2 separate regions of the Sus scrofa genome follow, and region 1 is linked to region 2. A link is a contact called in public HiChIP or PLAC-seq data. All regions are on one chromosome and are shown on one strand. The core of a region is the stretch at or near the end of the contact, and the rest is flanking DNA. Distances in the headings are between cores, read along the strand shown.

Region 1 (5,142 bases), core at 429-2,928, 1.2 Mb before region 2:
TGCATTTCAAAGGCTCTTAGCTCTTGACAAAACAGACCTCCATTCTCACATTAGGTAGATATCCTATGTTACAGGTGTTATGCAACCATCTCAAGATCACACAGCCGGCCGAGCTCCAGCTGAACTAGGCCTAGAACTTTTTTGGTTACTTAAAAAATTTATTTTTCCTTTTTCCTTAAGCCACTACATTTCATCAAGTGTATTTCTAGGGCAAAAGTATCATACCATGCCAAGTGGAAATGTATGTTCAGTGGAGGAGGCCAGGATTAAAATGCCACAGAGTTTCTAGAGCCAGACAATATCCGAATCTATCGGAGGCAGACCAGAACAGCAAATGTTGCCTAACACCAAGGGCAGTCACAATATAGTACCTCCTAGTAATGCTGCATCAGTTACCTGGTTGTAAAGTGCAAGCCTAAAGCCAAAAATGTGGTTCAAAATAGAATAGGAGGATTCTCTAACTTCTGATTTAACTGCTCGAGGTTCTGTTATCAATTAATTAGGTAACTTCACCAAGGACAGTTAAGAAAATCAGGCAACCGCCAAGTTGCTTCCTATTCCTCTTGACTTCTTACTGGATAATTTTTATCAAGTGAGCTTAAGCACACATTTTCCAGTCACTCAGTTATTCAGCAAAATGTCCTAAGCTACTTAACTGATGCAAAGCAAACACATTAAAAAAAAAAAAAAGGCAATACCTGGTTGTGATGCTTTCCATTTAAAGGGATACTTCCCTTGCACCACCACTGCACCAATGCCTAGTCTGTTGCATAAAACAAACACATAAAAGGTTGACACTGAAATATCCTGATCACCTGATCTTAAAGAGTCTGGATTAATCATATAAGACGAATCAGTGAAATGAAGGATTTGATGTTTCAGCAACTGGGTTTTAACCCCCTACCTCCTTTAAATGTTGAAACAGGTCTCCTTTGGGGGGGATGGGAGGTGGAGAAGTGCATTAAATTTTGTGGAACCCAGGTTTTGTAAGGATATTGACCAATTAAACGCTTGCAATTACATTCGAATTTCACTGCATCTCCTGCTTTAAAGGAACAGCTTTATTCTTGAGGGAGCCCACCTAACCATTTTTATGTTCAGCCATCTGCAGAGAGTAGTGGCAATGCTTTTTCCTTTCTGAAGCTAGAGTAGAAGCTTTATTTCACTGCAAGTTCTCGGTGACATTTTGCACTCTCTTGATTTAATGATCCAAAGAGGATCTTTAACTCTTGGTCTACACCAGTGCAAATAAAGGTTAAATCTCTCACTAACCATCATGAACTAACCTAATAACTCACCAGAGGCTATGGAAAAAGAAACCGAGAAAGCAGGTGTGCAGACTTGATTAAAACGTGCAAAACCCGCACAACCGCAGGCAAAGGTATCATAGCCTCACATCTCCCTAGTACCGGCTGCGAGGTCCGCAAGCAGGGGAACTCCTACTGCGCCAAAAACACGGTCCTGTGAGCGGGGCCTAGTAACACAGGGGCTTTTCTTCCAAACGGTGTCCCGACCCGAGCTTGCGCTGAATGTCGGGGCTCCTATTGGCCACACGCCGTGGGGGAGGAGGAGACTGGCGGGGAGAGAGACGGGGGGAGGGAGCGGGGGCAAGGCCTTTCCCTGCCCCCTCCGGGCCCCCTCTGCAGGCAGCCCCGGCGCCCCGTGCGTGGTTACTATGCAAATTGCAGCGATTGCGGAAATAAACAAGCGGGTAGTGAGAGGAGAGAGGGACTGCGAACCGATTGCAACTTCGGCAAAGTCTCGTAGAATCCAAAGCACACAAGGCAAAACCAGAGAGAATCTGAGAACCAGCCAGCCCGGGTTGGATCGCTTTCAAAAGAGGAGAGACAGTGAGAGAGGCAGAGAGCGCGCATTGCAATTGCAGAAGCCTCCTGATTTGGAGAAAAAAAAAAAAAAAATCTCCAAGAAGCCTGCAATTGGCCAACAGCTTAAAAAAAAATCTCTTCCGGGTTTTCAACGGTTCCAAGTTTATTAAGATATCTTTTTAATGCAAAAAAAAAAAAAAAGGGGGACAACAAATGAAGCAATTCGTCTGAACATTTTAAAGTTTCTCACGTACTCTTTTTACATTGCAATGGTACGTGGTACATCTTAAACTTTCTATTTTGCGTTTATACGATATGCGTTTTATAAACAACAATAATGGTAGAATGGTTTTGTTAATGGCTAAGACTTAAAATTTTCTCTAGCTTGCATATGCACTGACGTGATTGCTGGGTAAATGTCTATTGTGATGGTTTTGTTTTAAAGATGTAGCTTTGTGGATGGCTTTTATTTATTTATTTTGCTATGTGCATTAGGGACTGGGTTTCCTTTTTTTTTTCTTCCTGAGATTTGAAAAAAATTGCTGAGCTTGACAGATTTTTTTTTCTCCTCCAAGTGCTTGCTCGGTTCCAGAAAGGGGAGGGGGGGGAATCCTGTACGTGCTCGGTTCTGTAAAAAGACGTCTGGCCTCAGCAGTCAACCTAACCCGAAAAGAAATGTCTGGACCGGAGAGTAATTGACGATTCGATCCTCTAATCAATGGGACAACCTGGGAGATTGACTAGAGCTTTATCCAATCATGAGGAAGCTTGGGTGTACACTGGCTCGCAGTAGCCAGAGGGGGCGGGGCAGACAAGATCTGAAGTTCTCTGCGGCTCTGAAGGGGATGGTGTGGTTCAAGCTGTCAAAGCTACAGGCTCTTCCGGATTTAGCAAGCATAATAGGAAAGAGTTTTCGAGTTTCAGAAAAGAAAACCTAATTGGTGTAGTTTTGTTTTGTTTGCGTAAATCGTATGCCTTCTTCCATTGCCTTTTGGGAAAAGTTTTTTATTTTTTTTAAATTCTTCTACAGAAATGTTTAACTTTGCATGAATTATTATTTGTAAGTTCAGGAATGTTGTTAAGGGTTGTGGAAGGTGAGATTCAGCTTTTAAAAGTATGTGGCTTAAAAACTATGGGACCGTAGTGAGCTTTCGGAAGTGATATATTGCATACTTAGCATTGCAAAACTTCTTACTCTGATTATCTTAAAAGCTTTGGCTTTTCAGGTACTTTGAAGGAATAGACAAGCCTCTCTTCTTGAACTCTAAACAACAGTTTTAAGGGAGAGAGAATGTTTCACAGGTGTACTGACAGCTGTTTTGTACATTTGAAAGGAAAAGGGGGAGAAAGAGGATGTTTTTCTTGATTTTCCTTGAATTTTGCTGCTTAGACATATGGTCAGTAGGGACCTGGATATTGAGACTGGCCAAGTTCACATTTCTTCTTGTTACCACAACAACCCCTGTGGAGGGTGTGTGTGGAAGATTGCTGACTTGCTAACTCTTAGCTGGAGTCTGGCCTCTTGGACAAGTCTTTGACACCAATCCAGTGGAAACCAACTGCAGTAGCTTGTCTTGGAGACAGTAACTGGCAGACTGTGACTAAAATATATCCATTTCTTCCTTCCCTCTGAGCAGTGTAGACAACTAATTCTGTTGAGAAGTGAATGGAAAATAATATAGGCTCTTTCCCATCTTTGGATCCAATTCCCTTAGAGCTGTTTCCCAAGGCTTTAGGCCTTCTAATCAAATCTGGCCTGGAAGTTTGATGTAAGAATCTGCTTGGATGCTCAGTTCAGGTCCATGATTCAATTTAAGCATATATGCATATAAGAAAAATCTGCACACAAGTGACTGCACATCAAAAAAACGAGAAAAGAAAAATGTTGGAAATGCTAGTAATAAAGTTAGTCTTGGTAAGAACTAGTAAATGGTGTTGTCACCCATGAGCCCCAATCTTATCTTCACTGCTTTGGGCATTAACATGTAAATCATATTAATAAGATCTTCCTATTAAGTAACCTCCAAAATTAGAGGTATTTGAGATGTACATATAAGTGAAATCTTATTGACGTAATTTATATATCTAAGAGGATTTCACTAAAACTGGCAAGGTAACATTTCTGCAAATAAAACACAGCAAATGCAAGGCTGGGCTCTGTGCCAGGAAGAATATGGATAGCAGAGAGCATGACAGGAGCCTCCTTTGCACAGAGACAATCCCATTTCAAGGCAGCCTCCTAGCACTTGCAAAATAAATGATTGGAGCAGTTATTTCCAATAAGGGGCTTATCCTTCCTAACAATGGGTCATTTATGTGATTGCAGTACAGTAGTTTTTGTACTTCACCTGTGTTTCCTACATTCTTCTTTCTCCTATCCTTCGCCCTCCTTCCCTGCTTTCTTTCAAGTATCCTAGTATCTTGGATTTACTTTTGCAACTTGGGGAGAGAGTTGGAAATGCTTTTTACCCCCAGACTGCCCTTTGAGGAACATCTGTTTCTTTGTGCGTGTGTTTAAATTTATGCCTGTTGGAGAGAAAGTTACCAGAAGCCTCTCTGTAACTGTAACTCTTCTACTGTATTTTTCTCAGTCCTGTTTCCAAAGGCTGTAGTTGGAACTGTGCTTTGTAGTGTTTCCCCCGCCTCCTCCCCCTCCCCTCCCGCGGGGGAGGGAGCGGGAGCTGGCGGAGATAGGAGAGAAAGCAGGAGCGGATGTGAAGGGCTTTGGTGCTGAACTTGGATCCAGCCCTTGCCTAGAGGGCGCAAACAATCGTCCCATATCCAAAAGTCTTACGTAGGGCGCCAAAAGTTACTTAAGATAATACTGCTAACCGCAGAAAGCTGGAAGTCGCGGGCATACCCACTGCTGCAACAAAGGAAGTTTTAAAAGTAGAAATATCAGCATTAAATTGCTTTCCTCCATTAAACAACAACAACAACAACAACAAAAAACAGGGCGACGTGCCAATCCCTTTTTTTAAAAAAATCCCTTCCCTTTTTCTTGAGATTCAATTAACAGTAAGAATCTTTGCTGTTTTGGGAAGAGGCAGCTGTGAGGTCTATCTTTTAACACACCAAAAGAAAGATTTTAATCTGCTCTGGAAGAAGGCTTCCCAAGAGTACACACGCGGAACAATAACTTCTCTCTGTGCCTCAGTTACATGTTGGAACCGGCAGCCAGAAACTTCTATCGAGGAAACTTGGAGCGCGTTGAAGTTATAGATCCCAGCAAAGGTTTTCGTGGCCAGGGATGTTGTCTCTGTAATTCGGCTTTGCCTTTTAGGACATTTCTCCCCTACTGAAATCCGAGAGAAAC
Region 2 (5,174 bases), core at 1,187-3,686:
AATGGCTTATATAGACAAAAACTGCAAAGTTATATAAACTGTGTGTCAAGAATTACTATTGGAAGTTCCCATTGTGGCTCAGCGGTAATGAACCCAACTAGTTCCATGAGGATGAGGGTTTGAATCCTGGCCTCGATCAATGGGTTAAGGATCCAGTGTTGGCATGAGCCTTAGTGTAGGTCACAGGCTTTGGGCTTGGATCTGGCATTGCTGTTGCTGTGGTGTAGGCTGGTGGCTACAGCTCCAATTAGACCCCTAGCCTGGGAACTTCATATACCATGGGTGCGCCCTAAAAAAAAAAAAATTGGTGCTGGTAAGAAGGCTGCTTATTAAGCAAGGATTCACTGCGGTCTGAAAAGGTTCCAAAATTACAAGGGGAGGCCTTGCGACCTTAAGGTAGCAACTGGCAGCTGCTGGCAGATATTGTTTTGAAAATGGCTTGTTGTCCTTGAGTTTGATACAGTTCAGAAAATTCAGCTTCTCAATGATGCAGGAACAAACCATATCCACAATGGCCACCTGGCTCCATTTGGTTGCTTGGACCACAGTTCCTCCATTTTGATTTTTAAATTTCCTGTCATCAGGAGCTTGTAAGTCTCTCTTAAAATGAGTATTTGGGATGGATATTGGTCTAAAATGGGTAGATTAAGGGGAAGTTTTCTGTGTTTAGAATTCCTGCTTGGCAAGAGTAGAGGTCATCAATGCCCTGCAGACTTTTTTAGAATAAAAATCATTCTAGGTGATTTCTTAAAATCTTGTGGATTTAAATACCATTTGGGGACTCCCAATTTTATATCTTCTGATAGGAATTCTCTACCGAGCTCCTACTCTGTTGGCTCAATATCTCTACTTCCATGCGAAACAGGCATCTCAGTGTTACTAAGAACAGTGCCCCCTCCCACTAAACCCACTATTACTTCAATATTCTCCATTTTAGCAAGGACCAACCTCTATTCAGTTGCTTTGGTTTAAAAAAAAAAAAAATTCCTTTTTCTTTTTTTGTCTTTTTCTTATCCATCAGCAGATCCTATTGGCTTCTATCAGTTCTCAACATTTCCACTGCTACTACCTTATCCCAAGCCCCCATAATTTTTTCCCTGGGCAGCAGAAATAGCCTCCTAGGTGACCTTCCAGCTTGCAGTTTTGAAGGTCAGCAGTCTGTCCACCACGAGCAGTCACTTAACCGATCACGCCACTCCCCAGCTTCAAACCGTCAAGTGATTCCCGTCTCCTTACCTAACCAGAGCCCTGCCCAGTGTCGCCGATCTCACGTCCCACAATCTTCCGCACTTAAGTTCACTGCGCTCTAAGCTCCTTGGCCTCCCTGCCTTCTTTCCAGAACGCCAAGTGCCTGAAGACTTTTATAACTTACCTTTCTCCTTGCTGGGACCATTCCTCCCTCAGATTCGGCCAAGGCTGGCTGTGTCTTCATTTAGTTTTCTACTCAAATGTCTGACTGTGGTACCTAGAACAGCACCCTCCTTATTTCCTCTCCTATCACTCATATTATTTTATCTCATTTTAGCTTTGCATTTACCCTGCCTAGAAGGGAAAGCCCCTTTGGAGCAGTTAATGTTCATTCGCGCCGTATCCCTGGCGCCTGGAAAAGTGCCTGGCACATCAAGCACCTAAAAACAGGCTTAGTTAAATGAATTTGCACTGAACTTATCCTGTTTTCCACTTGCTTTGTGAGATCACCTCGCCTCCGAGGTAGGCATACAAACAGGGACGGAAGCAGAAGCTATGGAAAGGCCTGCCTTGCCGTGTTTTGAGCCCATTAGTAAGGCCTCGCGCAAGAACCCCTCGAAGCTCCCCCAGCCAGAGCCGGGCGTTAAGAATGCTCTTTAGTCTCCTCGTCGTCCGGAGACAACAAGAGACGTCGGTGGGGAGGGGAAAGGGTAAAGAGGAGAAAATAACGCGTGGAAGGGCTGAGGAAGGAGCCTCGGCTCTGCACCGTTCGGTTGAGAATTTACTATTTTTCATGGCGGCAATTATTTTACTGGATGGCCCGGGGGCTGGGGCTGCGATTCGGGCGCACAGCAGCAAGCGAGGCGGTCAGCCATTTTCCGAAACTAATCTCCCGAGTAACCCCGCCCGAGTGTGTACGCATGAAACGGAGGCGGGACTTATTGTGAGGGCCCCTCTCCGGAAACCGCACCCTCGCTGGCGTCCCACCTTCTGGGATTCACAAAACGCAGACCAAGATTTAACAGTCGGCAGCGAAAGCGCGCACTCGAGCGCCAATGAGAGCGGGAGGAGAACGGCGTCTGAAGAACACTCTCTATGGCCAACAATGATTGGCTGAAGCCCTCCTGTCTTTTTTTTGTATTGGGTGGACTGCCTTTCCCCGCCCACCCAGTTCGCTTTTGTCTAGGTACTTTTGATTGGCTCCTCTTAGGCGGCACGGGGGATTGTTCATTACGGATTGGTGGATTTGAGCACCTGGCGGCTCCTTCCCGAGCAGGGAGTCCATCCCACCTCTCTGTCCTGTTTCCCGACCCGTACGCTTTCCCCTCAACTCTCGCGCACGAATGGTTAAAAAAAAAAAAAAAAAAAAGGGTGTGAGGCTGGAGCCCGCCAGCCAGGCCTCTCGCTCCTAAGCGCGCGCCCTCAGCGAGGACCCGCGCGAGCTGCCCGTGACGCTGCCTGCGCTGTTTGAAACTGCAGAACCCGTTACGAGCTTGAGGCAACTACCGTTCCAGCTGGTTCCGGAGCCCGTGCGGGCCAAGGGGCGAGTGGCGGTCTCGAGGCGGCTCTGGCCTTTCGCGTCTCCACCGCGTGGAGACTAGAACCGGCACTTTCGCAGGACACCACTTCCAATCGCAGCGCTGGCGCGGGCGGAGGCTAAAACACGGGGGTCCTGAGACTGAGGAAAACGCGCCAAGTTCCCGTCGGTGGTGGAGTGAGGAAGACCCTAGCGGTTAGGACGCCGGGCGAGCGGAGCTGCTTCTGGCGCTCCTTGCCGTCCCGGGGCGGGGGCGGGCGCGGGCGGGCGCCGCTCCGGGGATGTAGTTGGTGCGGGCGCCGGGCAGGACCGAGCGGCAGCCCGGGTTCCCGCTCTTCAGAGCGAATGGTCACTCCCCCGCGGGGAGGGCGATCCGACCAGCTTTTCCTTGGGTCGGGGGGCCCCCGCGGGCTCGGGGCAGGGGCTCACCTGTGGCACCCACGCTCGGCCTGGTTGGACTTGTCGGCGTCACCGCCGCGGACCTCGCTTTGGGCCATGACCAGGTAAGGAGGGCCTGTGGAGGTGGGGCCGGCGCCCGAGGGGGCCGCGGGGAGGACCTCGGCTTCGTGGGTGCAGCGCCGCCGCCGAGCTCCGTGCAGCGGGCGGGGCGCCCTCCTGCCGCCGCCGGGGACTCAAGGCAGGTGCGGGCCGGGCGTAAATAGGCCAGCTCCGCGGGCGAGGGTCCCGGAGCTGCGGTCCTGCTTCAAGACGCCTCCCGCCGGGCCCGTGGCGTCCTCACGGGCACGGGCACAGACCCCATCCCGTCTTTTCGCTTTCCTTTCCGTTCCTAGAGAGTGCGGGGTAGCGCCAAGGAATGTTTTCGCTCGCGTTGTCCTGGGTCGGGATTGCTGCATTTTACCGCGCAGTTTAAACTTTTACTTCTTTTTTTTTTAACAAGTATTTAGAATGCCACGTGTCTTAAACCTTTGTTGGGAATGTTCTCCTTATGTTACGTTTTTCGTGGAAAGTTGCAATTAAGTCGTACCACCTTGTGAAGGAGGCCGCTTAAGACGAATAGGACTTAGTGTTCACACTGTCACTTGTTCAGTAACATGCAATGTTCGATTTATCGTGGGTTCTGCGAAACCGGATTTAGATTACGGGAGAAACATTTTTGTTGTAGCAAACCCCAGTGATAAGGACAGGCGGGAGCAAGAAATGGTGCAGCATAAGGCACGGCACCTGGTCAAATGTTAGATTAACTAGGTCATGTTAAATCACTGCTTGAAGGAGCCTGGAGGATTGGTTTATTGATTAGGATTGGTAGTTATTTTAGCTGCCTGGCCATTTTTTTCTTATGTTTATATGTAAGTCGGGTTACTTTGTCTTTTAGAGAAATCAGATTGGCTCCCAAGAAAACCCTTTTGCGGGAATCATTGATGCTTAAGAGATCCCTGACACCTTAGTGCAGGCTGGTTTATCATTCGTGATAGCGTTTCTTCAGTAGCACTAGGTAGTCTGGAGAGTAAATTGAGTTGGAGTGGGTCTGTGGAAATTGGTCGGCTTTCCATTTATTCCTGAGGTGTCTCAAAAAGTTGGCTTCACTGCCGAGTTCAGTGTTATGAGGTCCTAGATCCGAGGCAGCCCAGTGAAATGTTAAATAAGGATGGAATTTAGTTCGTATTGTTACTCTGCCTATTTATTTGTAAAGTCCTTGCTGAGCTTTTGGACTCTTAAGTGATTTTCTGGTAATACTCCAGGCAGATAATTTCCCCCTAGATAGCCTAATAAAAAAACAGGATTGAAGTTTAAAATAACTACCACAGATACATTTTTTTAATCAGAAAGTTTTATTTTAAGACAGGGAAGAAAGTTTGCATAATGCAAACTATCCTTTTTTCCCTACTTAAAGCAGAATTTTAAAAAATTCTGGAGTTTAAGTTTGGAAAATCAGTAGCATATTTTGGTTTCTAGAGCGTTAAGAATTTGATTTACACAAATTATGGCATTTTTTTACACTGTTATCCTAATCTTGCATATGGTTTCTTGTTTTTCACACAAGGTTTTAGACTATTTCATATAAGTAGAAAAGGCTCTGGAAGGAGAACTCAGCTGCTTCTAAGCACTCCTTTAATTTCCCATTCATCTGTTTCCCACCTCCTACTTGAGATGGTAGTTGCTTGTTGTTTTCTGAATAAACTAATACATAATAAAGTTTTTATGCTTTAATGATACTACTTTATTCCAGATCTATTACTAAAATGGGTTAATTTGTGATATGACCATTAATATACTAAGCAGGCTAATAAGAATTTTAATATCTGGCCTTTTTTGTTGTGTAAGAAAGTTAAGGACAGGAATTCTGTTGTGGAACCTGACTAGTATCCATGAGGATGTGGGTTCCATCCCTGGCCTCCGTCAGAGGTTAAGGATGCAAAGGTTCATCCTTAGGTCGAAGACAAGGCTCCACTTCACACTGTTTTGGTGTAGGCCAGCAGCTGTAGTTCCA

Evidence for each region. HiChIP or PLAC-seq counts read pairs in DNA pulled down with a chosen protein or histone mark.
Region 1: an H3K27ac HiChIP or PLAC-seq map of alveolar macrophages shows a contact between it and region 2. The contact joins the promoter of NFIA here to the promoter of USP1 in region 2. A contact is called at or near these places in 1 of 5 promoter capture datasets (fetal liver) and 1 of 2 datasets of contacts at active chromatin or transcription factors (alveolar macrophages).

What each region holds. Positions count from the first base shown.
Region 1 is chr6:151,226,309-151,231,450 of Sscrofa11.1, reverse strand. It overlaps NFIA (nuclear factor 1 A-type), which reads left to right and starts at 1,678. Exons shown (of 11, transcript XM_021097780.1): 1 at 1,678-2,098. The coding sequence starts at 2,009.
Region 2 is chr6:149,983,208-149,988,381 of Sscrofa11.1, reverse strand. It overlaps USP1 (ubiquitin carboxyl-terminal hydrolase 1), which reads left to right and starts at 2,436. Exons shown (of 9, transcript XM_021096553.1): 1 at 2,436-3,228.